Regions from separate parts of the Mus musculus genome. Here all the other regions are linked to region 3. The links are chromatin contacts, called in public promoter capture Hi-C maps. All regions are on one chromosome and are shown on one strand. Each heading gives the region's core, a stretch centred on a gene start, on an enhancer-like site or on the middle of the called end of the contact. The rest is flanking DNA. Distances are from core to core; before and after follow the strand shown. Region 1 holds the start of Atp11c (ATPase, class VI, type 11C). Region 2 holds the start of Fam122b (family with sequence similarity 122, member B). Region 3 holds the start of Mmgt1 (membrane magnesium transporter 1).

The links. Promoter capture Hi-C pulls out the DNA fragments that hold promoters and counts their contacts.
Region 1: a contact with region 3 is called in a promoter capture Hi-C map of pre-B cells. The contact joins the promoter of Atp11c here to the promoter of Mmgt1 in region 3. A contact is called at or near these places in 2 of 39 promoter capture datasets (erythroid cells and pre-B cells).
Region 2: a contact with region 3 is called in a promoter capture Hi-C map of cranial neural crest. The contact joins the promoter of Fam122b here to the promoter of Mmgt1 in region 3. A contact is called at or near these places in 2 of 39 promoter capture datasets (cranial neural crest and pre-B cells).

What each region holds. Positions count from the first base shown.
Region 1 is chrX:60,402,357-60,406,037 of GRCm38.p6, reverse strand. Atp11c (ATPase, class VI, type 11C) reads left to right here and starts at 2,033. Exons shown (of 30, transcript NM_001037863.2): 1 at 2,033-2,233. The coding sequence starts at 2,207.
Region 2 is chrX:53,268,499-53,272,662 of GRCm38.p6, reverse strand. It overlaps Fam122b (family with sequence similarity 122, member B), which reads left to right and starts at 2,858. Exons shown (of 9, transcript NM_001166365.2): 1 at 2,858-3,787. The coding sequence starts at 3,690.
Region 3 is chrX:56,595,780-56,599,615 of GRCm38.p6, reverse strand. Mmgt1 (membrane magnesium transporter 1) reads left to right here and starts at 1,672. Exons shown (of 4, transcript NM_146234.4): 1 at 1,672-1,831. The coding sequence starts at 1,753. It overlaps Gm36239 (a long non-coding RNA gene), which reads right to left and starts at 1,424. Exons shown (of 3, transcript XR_386934.2): 1 at 1,314-1,424; 2 at 462-558; 3 at 1-353.

The sequences.
Region 1 (3,681 bases), core at 784-3,283, 3.8 Mb before region 3:
TCAATCTCTTGCATTTGCACTTTATTGTGCTTGGGCTCCTCCTTGACCACAGAAACAAGGTCAAACTTCATAGCTTGTTTCTATGGCTGCTTAGGGGTTTAGCTTTCATTTGTAATGCCCCGCCCACATGTGTCCTGGTTCCTGCCTTGACAGAGTGGCTGTGTTCTTTTTCGTAGGTTGCCCTGTACTTTTCAACTGACCTCTCCTTCTCTACCCAGGACTTTGTTCCCTGGGCTCCTCCAAAGCCTTCCCACATTCCTAGGCCTGGGTTAATCTCCTGCAGCTCTGTTTATAGGTCTCGCCCAGTGAAAATTGCATGGTTTTCAGGAGTTTCCCCGGATCCTTTGTAAAGACATTATCCTCTCCCCTGTTTCCTTTGACATTAGAAATCATTACATTCAAATGTGTAGGTTTTATGTGTTTGTAGTTTGTAACTTCACTTCGGCCTACTAGGGAGGTCTTTTAACACATTGCTGTTTCCAGTTTCTAGGAAACAAACAAACACACAAATAAAAAAAAAACACCCAAGTAAATGCTGAAATCAAACTATCCTTCAAGGGGTAAAATGTGGTAGTGCCCTAGCCGCCTCACAATAAAAGCCCTTCAGGAGTTCACATTAGGTCGAGGGAATAGCTGAGCCCAACCTTTCCAGGTTGTTGAGAGAACTCGCCTCTCCGTAGAGAAGAGCTCCCTTTACCTACTTCTTCAACATGTTTATAGAAGAATTTGAAAGTTCTCAGCTCACAGCCTAGGGCCGGGTCTCAGAAGGTAGTGGAAAAAAAGGGTGGGAGCAGAGAGAACTGTCCAGGTTCAAGGGAATACTTGACCAAGCTTTCATTTTTAAGTTTTAAACTTTTGTAAATGCAAATGTTAAGTTAGCAAGTTGAGGGCGTGCAAGATTTCTTGTGGCGTAAATGTTGAGTTCTGGGAAAGTCTTTCAGCATTCGGGGCTTTATGTAATTTATCCTCATCACATTTCCCACAGCTAAGAATCTACCCAGTGTTTCTGATTTCTGCACGCAGCTGGTAGGGAGAACCTCGGGCAGCTTCCCTCTGCAACCCTGTGAACTGACTGGAGCCGTGCATATGGGGGAGCTCCCAGCCCACAATATCAGTCCAAGCGAACCCTTGGACTACAACTCCCAGGGTGCCCCAGGAGCGTGGAAAAGGGCGGGCGATCAAGGAGAGGGTGGCAGGGAAATCCCGCCCCGCTGCGCAGCACCAACGACACAAAGCCCGACTTTACAACCTCCTAGAGAAAGTGGAAGTAAGCGGGCTTAGGTGGGGTAGTCAGACGACAGGGAACGCAAAGCCCCAAAGCCCCAACCCCAACTGCGAGGTGAAGACGGCTTAGGTGGGACCCAAGAGGGACGCCTGGAGGGGGCGGCTTTTGTAACTACTCCAGCCGCCCGCGCCGCGCCCGCCCGCCCGCGCCAGGGTCCCCTTAGTCCCCGGCTCGTCCCGAGTCGTCCCTCAGAGAGCGGCCACTCCCGGGCAGGAAGCGGGCACGCCTGGAAGCCTCGAGGCGGGCCGCACCGAGGCTCTCCTCAGCCAGAAGTGCTGGGCGGGCGAAAGCGCGGGGCCGAGGAAGGACTGCGAGCGAAGCGGCGCCAACGGACGAGTTAGGGCCGGGGTGAGGGAGACCGTGGCTCCTCACAGACCCCTGGGAGTCCTGCCAGGCGAGGCGCGGGGACGCCCGAGACGGGCGACCGCTGAAGCGGGCGAGTGGGGACTCGGCCGGGGGCTTAGCGGCAGGACGAGCGTGAGGCGCGGGGTGCCGAGGCGGGCGCTGACGGGGAGCCAGGCTGAGCAGCGGCCGGTCCGCCATCCCTCCCCCGCGCGCCGGGCTCGCTGCGAGGCGGGCTGCGGCGGGAGCGCGGGGCGGTGCTGGGGCCAGATAAGGGGAGCGACGGGGCCGCCGCCCCCGAGGCGGGCGGGCCGGGGCTGGGGGCGGGTCGCGGGGAGGGCGGGGCGGGGCGGGGCGGCGAGCGCGCGGGCGGGCGGGCGGTTGGGCGGCCGGGGGCGGGGGCGCGCAGAGGCGAGGAGGGCAGGCGGCAGGAGGGCAGGCGGCAGCGGGCTGGCGACAGGGCAGGCGAGCTAGCTGTCCGCTTTGCGCCGCGGGCCCACGCCGCAGTGTGTTTTGTGGACGGCGCCTTCCCAGACAGCCCAGCGGAGCCCAGCCTGGCACCCCGCAGCCTCGGACGCGATGTTCCGCCGGACCCTCAACCGTTTGGTGAGTACACTGGCCGCGGCTCCACGCGTACCCCGGTGGCCCGCTCGCTGGCCCCCCGCCGCTCCTTCGCAGTCTCTGGGCGAGGGGACGAGCGGGACGCGCCAGCCCCCTCCCCCGCCTCTGCGTTTTAGCGGAAACCCGGCGCCCCGGGTGGCCTGGGTGGGGAGGCAGGTGGGGCTCTCGGGCGTCCCACCCCTGCCCCGGGACATTTCAGCTGAGGTTCCCCGAGGCTCTGAGGAACTCTGCCTCCAGCCTGGGGAATCGCCTCGGAGTGACAGACGCGCGGAACTCGGGGCGGGGGGCTCCCCGGGGCGGGGGGCTCAGTTTCCCAATTAGTGGAAGATGGCGTTGAATTATCGGGGAGGAAGCTTTCTTTTGTTTCCTCTGCCACGAGCACGTGGAGGTAAACCTAGACCTGTCACTGTGGCCCAAAAGAAGAGCTAGGGGGCTGAGAGAAGCGGAGGCTAAACCAGGGCTCAGCCTCGCCCGGGCCATGGCCGATGACCAGAGACTGGGCAAACTTTGAGGACTCAGCCTCCAAGCTCACCTTGAGGGTGACAGAAAGAGCGAGGGCTGTGGGCACGATGGGCTGGGGCCAGCAGCGACGGCGGGAGCCTGTTCCAGCTTTACAGACCCTGGGGCTCAAGCCTCGCAGAGCAGCACCCTCTGCTCCAGGCTTGGAATCCACCCGGCAGCTGAACTCCTCCGACCACCTTCTCCACGCCTCTAAAGCCCCCCAGAAAAGGGAATTGTATTTCTGTGGGGAGTGTGGCACGGGATTGGGAGGGAGCGATTTCTGGCTGCTATTGACTTTTTGGATTAACCTGTTTACTCAGAGGGTATGTTAAGAACTGAGTAAAGTAGAGCAGTTTACTTAAAGGATGTTTGTAGCAACTCCCCTAATTTCCAGAAGAGGTGTCAGGGAATAGGATTTTATTTCTGCCACGGATATTAAAGAAAGCCATCATCCTAAAATTTTTATTTTTTTCCCTGTAGTTAAGGGGGAGAATGCAGAATGCTTCCCCATTCCGTCTTAGGATAGACTTAAGGACTTGACAATTTGGTAACTTTGTGGAGTCATTTCTAATTAAATCATTGCTGACATATTTTTCATAGGTCAGAACAATTTGCTGTCATTTCCCACCCCCCATATCTGAAACTTTCACAAATGTCCCCTGCTTAATCACACTTAAGGCATCCCCTTTTAGGATATCAGTATACTAATACTTTTTAGGTTTTGCCAGATGTCTGTTTCACTCAGAAACATGCAAAGGGAGGTGGAGGTAATTATTACCTGTGGCACTGAGCAGGAAACGGTGTGTACATGCAGGATCTCAAGAGCCATGGGCAGTGGATTGTGTTGGATGCTTTGCTGAAGCAAGTGACTAACATTTGTTCTCACATTTCGCCTGAGACTGTAAAAGAGCATTGTACCTCCTAGTTCTGTT
Region 2 (4,164 bases), core at 1,609-4,108, 3.3 Mb after region 3:
TTTGAGCCTCCAAAAGACTTTAACTGTCTTAGTTACTTTACTATCGTTGGACCCAAACACTACAATTTAGACAACTTATATAAAAGAAAGCTTTTAATTGGGCTTATAGTTTCAGAGAGTTAGCATCCATGATGGTGGGACAAAAAAACATGACAACAGGTAGAACTCTGAGCTCACACCTTGATCTGAAAGAAGGAGACAGAACACACTGGGAATGGGTACAGTATTTTGAAAGTCAATGTCATTCTCATACAAACCACCACATTCCACTTCCCATTCTTCACTGGCTCATGGCCATATTTTCATTCAAAATGCGTTTAGTCTAACTTCAAAAGTCCCAATAGTTTTTCAGTCTCAATACTGTTTAATGTCTAAAGTTCAAAGTCTCTCTGAAACTCAAGGCAATCTCCTTAATTGTAACACCTATACAATAAAAAAGCAATAAGTAAGTAAGTAAGTAAGTAAGTAAAATTGGCTCTATAAGCTAGGACCTGAAATCTTCAGCAATAGAATCTTACCATCACGTTTTAGAGACTAGTAAGGAGCAAAGGCAGTAGCATGCAGTGTTTTGTTTGTTTGTTTGTTTGTTTGTTTTGTTTTTTTGTTTTTAAATATTTTTATTAGATATTTTCCTCAATCACATTTCCAATGCTATCCCAAAAGTCCCCCATACCCTCCCCCCCACTCCCCTACCCACCCACTCCCACTTTTTGGCCCTGGCATTCCCCTCTACTGGGGCATATAAAGTTTGCAAGTCCAATGGGCCTCTCTTTCCAGTGATGGCCGACTCTAGGCCATCTTTTGATACATATGCAGCTAGAGTCAAGAGCTCCGGGGTACTTTCTCTAGCTCCTCCATTGGGAGCCCTGTGATCCATCCAATAGCTGACTGTGAGCATCCACTTCTGTGTTTACTAGACCCCAGCCTAGTCTCACAAGAGACAGCTATATCAGGGTCCTTTCAGCAAATTCTTGCTAGTGTATGCAATGGTGTCATCGTTTGGAGGCTGATTATGGGATGGATCCCTGGATATGGCAGTCTCTAGATGGTCCATCCTTTTGTCTCAGAGTAGCATGCAGTGTTAGAGAGTTCATCTTTCTTTGTTTGTGTTGTTTTATTTAAGAAAGTTTCAGATTTTTTTTCTATGTAACTCAAGCAGACCTGAACTCACAATCCTCCCACCTTAGCCCCTACTACTGAGATGTTTTTAATGCAGCTGGAAAACAGAAGGACATGGTTGTTGTGAGGGGCTTTGTGAATCTTTACTAGTTCAGAGTTTTGCACAACCATGAGTCATTTCTTTGGTTAAATAAACTCCGATAAATTTAATTTGCCTAATGTCTTTAAATTTTAAATTTTCAATCAGCTCAATTAAAGAGTAAACACGATTAAATAACTTTTACCAAGAAAATAATAGAGAATCTATCCAAAACTTCTTTGTACATCTTCGCAATATGGCCAGCAAGATGGATCGTGAGGATAAGGGAGTTTCCTGACAAGCCTGACAACTTGAGTTTAACCCTTGGGACCTACATGGTGAAGTAGATTGGCTTCCTCCAGTTGTTTATTTAGCTTCAGATGTGGGCCATACCATCCATATACACAAAACAAACAAATAAATACACAAATTCACATTTTATAATCAGAAAGCATAAATGTTGAGGTGTAAAATGACAATTGTATAGGTTAACTTTATTATGGAGCAACCAAATTGAAGAGAAAATTATTTTTGCTAGATAGAAAAAAAAAGTAGTGTGTGTGTGTGTGTGTGTGTGTGTGTGTGTGTGCACGCACGCTAAAATAGAACATTGGACCCATTTGAGCTGAAATTCAGTGTGGTTGTGAGCCACCAGACGTGGATGGTTGAAACTGAACTCCTGTTTTTTACAAGAGCAGCAAATGCTCTTAACCACTTATAGGCGCTTAAGCACTGCTTGAGATGGATGCTGAGAACTCAGCTCAGGTCTTCTGGAAGAGCAACAAGAGCTCTCAAACATTCTCTAGCCATCTCTCTAGCCCTGTTTTGCTAATTTTCAAACCAATTTCGTAACTATTATATTTCCCATACTTTGTAATTTTGGGTGATTGAAAAGTATCTAGGAAGAGATATTTGTGTGGTTAAGATGAGATGATTTAATATTTTTTCAGTTGTTATAATACTTCCTTGCATGTAGTAAGTGCCATGAATGTTTTTAAAATTAATTTCAGCTGTCACATGCATCATATTATGATTGCTAGAATCTCCATAAGCCTTGGAAAGAAAACAAATCTTTTATTTTTGTCTAATGGAGCTGAGGAATTTAGTAAAGGGGGGGGGGGGCTGAAGAGATGATGGCTCAGAGGTTAACGGTGCTTGCTGCTGCTACAGGAGACTCGAGTTCTAATCCCAGAACCCATGTTGAGCAGTTCACAACGGCCTTCAACTGCCGCTCCAGGAGATCCAATGACCTCTCTGACCTCCATGGGAATGCACGCATGCACGCACGCGCATATTCCCACACAAAGACTTTCACATAAAAAAATATTTAAAGTGCCTGTGGATCACAAAGGTCAGAATACAAATTTGTAGTGAAATAACGTGAAAATCGCTTTCACTTGAATATTAGTCCAAACTACTAAAAACTGAGGCTTCAGTCTCCAAACTATTGGCTCTTTTCGAAATACGGCGCCAGGGTTCCCGGACCAATGCCACGCAGGAAGATTTTGGGCCCCCCTGGAAACGCCCCGCCCCTTTGAAGGCGGGTTGCGGAGAGAGGCTATTACGCCTGCGCCTTGGCCCCAGGATCATTGGAGCAGCCGTAAGGCGCATGCGCAGTGCCCAATGGGCGACAAGATGCGGAAGAGCTGGCCCCTCGGAGGCTCCCATTTCTGAAGCGTGGGAGGCAAAAGAGGCGGCAGGTTATAGAAATCAATTTGAGCTCCAGAGGGTCCCGCGGGTCATTAGAGCCAATAAGAGATAGAAGCAGCGCCGCGGTGGTGCAGAGGGCCGATCCCTTTTCTGAGTCGTGCAGGCGGGCAGGGACCAGGGAGTGAAAAGCGCCATCCCTGCGCTGAGGGGCCCCGGGGACCGGGGCCCAGAGCATGGCGGACTGGACAGAGACCCTGAGCATGTGGAGGTGGGGCAGCCGAGGCCGCCTGGCCAGCTGTCAAGTCCTCATTGCTAGCGCTGCAAAGGCAGCCTCTGTAAATGTAGCCGAGCCGCGCTTGCGGTCCTAGGCGGGAAAAATGACAGCTTGAGTTCTGCCACTGCCTAGTTTCCTCCCCTTTCTTCTCCTGTGCTTCCACATTCTCCCTCCTCCTCTTTTCCCATCCCTGTGCCCCTTCACCCTGACCTTTTTCCTCCTTTCCCACTTCTATGCTCTTTCATTAGTGCTATGCCCTGCATTTCCATCTATCCTTTATCAACCCCTGTGCCTCTTTTTCTTTCTCCCACCTTTGTCTTTCCTCCATCCCCTTTTTCATCCTGTCACCCTCCCAACACCAGCTCTATATCCTCCTCCGCCCGCCCTCCACATCCTTCCTCATCTGCATCCTCCTCTCCTACTTTTCTCCGCCCTCGCTCCCAAGCCTCCGCCCATTAGCCCCCGCCCCCAGCTGCCAGTCCCCAGCAGCTCAGTCCTGCAGTGAGTCCATAGCAAAGCACCAGGAGCCGAGAGCACTGCCGGCTGTGTTGCCTAGCAAGTATCCGAATGGCTCAGGAGAAAATGGATCTGGATTTTGAGGCTGACACATCTGAGGGGGCCACCCTGAGACGGTCCAACAGTGCTCCCCTGATCCATGTGCTCAGGTGAGCTGGACTGGGGAGGACGGAGTGTGGGGATCAGAGGTTTGTCCCTGGGCAAGAAGTCTTCCTTCCCGAAAGTGCCAGTTCGAGTTCATCTAGACTCCAAACTGAGGGGTTGAGGTCTTATTTTCTTAATAGTGACTTGGTTTCCTAGATGGAGGGAAAGTTTGACCTCACACTCTGGCCATGTCTGAGAAAGGGACCCTCCCTGTACCTGGGGGGGCCTTGCTGTGCAGTTCTAAAAGAGAATGTACGTAGTAGAAACCTGGCTCAGCTGACAGGTTGCTTGCCCTGGCTTATTTCCATCAGGGCAAATCAGGCTGAATCCCCTGAATTAGGCTTGTAACTTGACGCCTGTCTCTAAGAGGTGCTGTTTCTAA
Region 3 (3,836 bases), core at 423-2,922:
AGTTGGCTTGTTCTGATTCTGAAGTTCATTGTTACTTGTCCTTTTGTAAGGAATATATGCTACTGCAATTGCTATGGATCAAGCACTGTGTGTAGAGGGTCCAGAGAACAGTGATGACTATGACTTAATGTGATGGGATCCAGTTTTTCAGATTTGAAGAAACTTAAGCATACCAAAAGACCACAGGCTTTTAAGAACTAGACTGAATCTCTGTAAAGATCTTTTCAGTGATAAAAACACTCTTTGTTCTTCACCAACAGTTGTTCACCCTTCATCCAACATGTTTGTATGCAATGCCTGCTGTTTGACAATGTTCTAGAGAGGGAGAAAGCTGTCTTCTTGCAGCTCCCATCCTAGAGTGGGAAGAGAGGCAGCAAACAATAGCAACCCAACAAACATAATAAAGAAATAACATCGTTTAGAAGATGATATAAAGTCAGAATAGAATAAGGAGATCATACCTGAGAATGCTTCAACTTTCAAAGGCATGGTAAGGACCAGCAGTACTGACCAGGTACTGGTGAGTCAACTGATTCAGATGACACAGTTCTTTGGAGACTGATGGGAAAGAATGGTAATCAGGCTTCACACTTATTTTGTGATATGACATCAACAAAGCTGTGCCACTCAGCCAGGGGCACTGAAGTAACTTATATAGAGTTGAGGGTGTGAGTTACCTTTGGCCATAAAAATGTCGTGCCCACAGGGTTTACTCACACGCAAATGAATACTCAGCAGTGAGTAGCTAGGAATGCTGATCTGGAGCTAAGGAGTTATGGTATTTGAGGTAAAGTTGTTGATTTGGAATCACTGGAAAAACTAAGCTGGTCTGAAGTGGAAATGAACTAATGAGCTTGCTGAGAGTAGAGCGAAAAGAGATCCAGGAAAAACTCTCCTTCTGAATGCCTACATTTTAGGAGATGAAGATAAAAATGGAGAAAGGTTACAGTTGTGTGCTCATCAGACTGTTTCCAACATCCCTTTATTCTCCCTTCATACATTCTAGCTTTCTTCATGACAAAACAGTCCCGCTGTGCTACACTCTCTTTTGTGTGGATCTTGCTCATAGAAACGTAAAGCAGAAAGGTAAGATGTTGAACCAATGCTCTGAGCGTCCCCAACATGCGAGAGTTCAGGGCTCCATACCCCCCAAGTTACTCTCTACACTTTATTTACTTCCTCACGTTGATGCCCTTGCAACCTGCCTCGGTAACCGTTTCTGAGGCCAGAGGCATAAGAAAGACTTAGTGAAAGGAAAGGACTCTGTTGGGAGGAAAACCAAATCAATTAACCAATTATCAAATACCAAGTACCAGGCTTTCGAGTTCTACGCCCACAGCCATTTAGCAACGCCACCAGCCCCACCTTCTTCTCCTCCCAGGCCTTTCCGTAAGTCCCGCCCCTTCTCCAAATCCGGCGCGTATTTGCGGACGCTCTACCTCGTCTCCCCATTGGTCTCGCTCGGCCTGTTCTTTCACGCCCCCAACTCAGCCCTGCCTCTCTCCGGGAAGCTGCACTGCGCAGTCGCAGAGGAGGCCTCAGGCCCTTTTTCCGTGTCGCTGTCCCCTTCTTCCCGGCATTCCTTTTTCCGCGTTCTCTCGGCGGCTCTCTGGGTCTGGCCACCGCCGGCACTTCGCGCCCAGGGCTCTGGTGACGTCATGTTCCTGCGCCGCGTGGACGCCCGCCGGTGAAAGGAGGAGTACCTCTGCCGCCCTTCGTCTCCTTTTGTTGGGCTGCCGCTCCTTCTGAATCATGGCGCCGTCGCTGTGGAAGGGGCTTGTAGGTGTCGGGCTTTTTGCCCTAGCCCACGCTGCCTTTTCAGCTGCGCAGCGTAAGTAACTGAGGGACTGGGACCGCTCGCGTGGGGGACACCAGGGGCTGTGGGGGCGCTCCCCTAAGGGACTGTTGAACCCAGTGCAGGAGAGCCGTTTTAGGTCGGGGTGACTAAGTAAAGCCGTGCAGGGTCCTCAGCGGAGGGCTTGAGATCAGATGGCTGAGGAACACCTAGATTGCAGGACGGCCAGAAGAGGTTGCTGAGGTTTGAGAAAGAATTCAGACCGGGACTCTGTCCCAGAACTCCAGACACGACATGCCATATGCAGCCTAGGTAGCTAAGACAAAGTGTGGAATTGAGAACTTTGCATGCATGTGGCATCGTGACAGCTAGCTAGACAGCATCCCGGCCACTCTGCTGTCCAGGCAAAGACGGAGAAGTTAAGTGACCGCTTGCCTCAGGGAGGCACTGTGACACGGGGAAAGAGCAGTGGACTGGTTTAAAAGGTTGGTTGTTAACATTTTGCTTAACTGTTAAATCTGTGTGACCTTGGGCAAATGATAACGGTGCTGTATGGTGGGTTTTTATTTTTGTATTTTTTTGTTTTTTGTTTTTGTTTGTTTTCTCAGATCAATAATTGAAGTTGCTTCTGCTTTTAGGTGCTAGAGGTTCCTTGATTCCTTTAAGGGAATTCTTAGACTAGTGGAAAAACTAGTGGGCCAACAAATAATTGCAGTAAGATAATGTGAATGTTCCAAAGGTGTGTGTGTGTGTGTGTGTGTGTGTATGTGTATGTATGTGTGTATGTATGTTCATGGGGAGTAGTAATTTGGTGGGACCCTGGGGAAAGTGCCTTAGAGCTTTGCTGCTCATAGTGTGGTCAGTAGAGCAGCATCGTGGACATCACCTGGGACCTTGTTAGTGTCTACTCAGGCTCCACCTCAGAACTGTTGAATCAGAATATTCGTTTTAATAAATCCCTGGGTGATTTATAGTTTGTGAAGCACTGTCCTGGAGGAGAATAGGATACACTGGAGTACTGGTTATTTTCGAAGTAAGCTTTGGCTCTACTATAGTCACAAAGCAAGTAAGGCCCTTGCTTGAACTCCAACAGCCTCATTTTCCCAGTGAAGAAATGCCTAGCTGAAGATAGTCTTAAATTTCCAGAGTAGACTTCATTCAAACAAGAAAGTTAGCTAGAAGTGTGTCATTAAAAGGTTAATCCAAACAGCATATGATATTGGATTGATTTTGCTTTTATCCCTGTCCTTACAGGCTCTGTAAGTTCAAATATACTCTGCCTGCATATTTTTTTAAGCAGACTCAATACATTCACACAAGTCATTTTAAGTCTAGAGTACATTATGAATTAGGGATTGTCCTATTTAATCTAGAAGTGGATTGTCCTACTTCATCTAGAATAATATTGTCCTGCTTGATGTAGAATTAAGATTTTGGATTTTTATATTTTTCAAGTGCTAAGAATGCCTTGTGGACTGAAGCAAGACCTCTGCACTGCTCGTGCTGGCAAAAGACTGCCATTTACCTTTGACACTAGTTGTGTCATGGGAAATTGTGGCAGCAGATAGCATCCTATGGTGCTGGAGCATGCTCATCTCTGCCATAGTGACCTTTGATATAGCAGAGCTCTCACTGTTCATACACGAAATAAACCCTGTTCACCTTTCACGTTCCCATTTGCCACAGAGGAAACTGAGGCAGTGCAACTCTGTTCACTTTCCCATTGTAACATTCTGCAATTGAAGTAAGTGCTGGAGTTGCTGAGGATGTCTTGAATGAGGTACAGTAAATTGTAGTAAACAGAAAAGCTGGTGCTATGTATGACTTGGGGTTACCAGTTTCTAGATCCTGATCGCAGCCTTCAGTCCCTTGCAGCCTGCAGAAGTGAAGGCAGCAGCAGAATTAAGCAGTAGCAAGGACAGAAATTGAAGTCCTGGAACTCGAGTTACATCACTGCACTGAAGAGGAACATTTCCATACCAGTTTTCACTTTGGCTTCACTATGCAGTGGCAGGGTCATTGAGCATTGAAAATGTTTGTA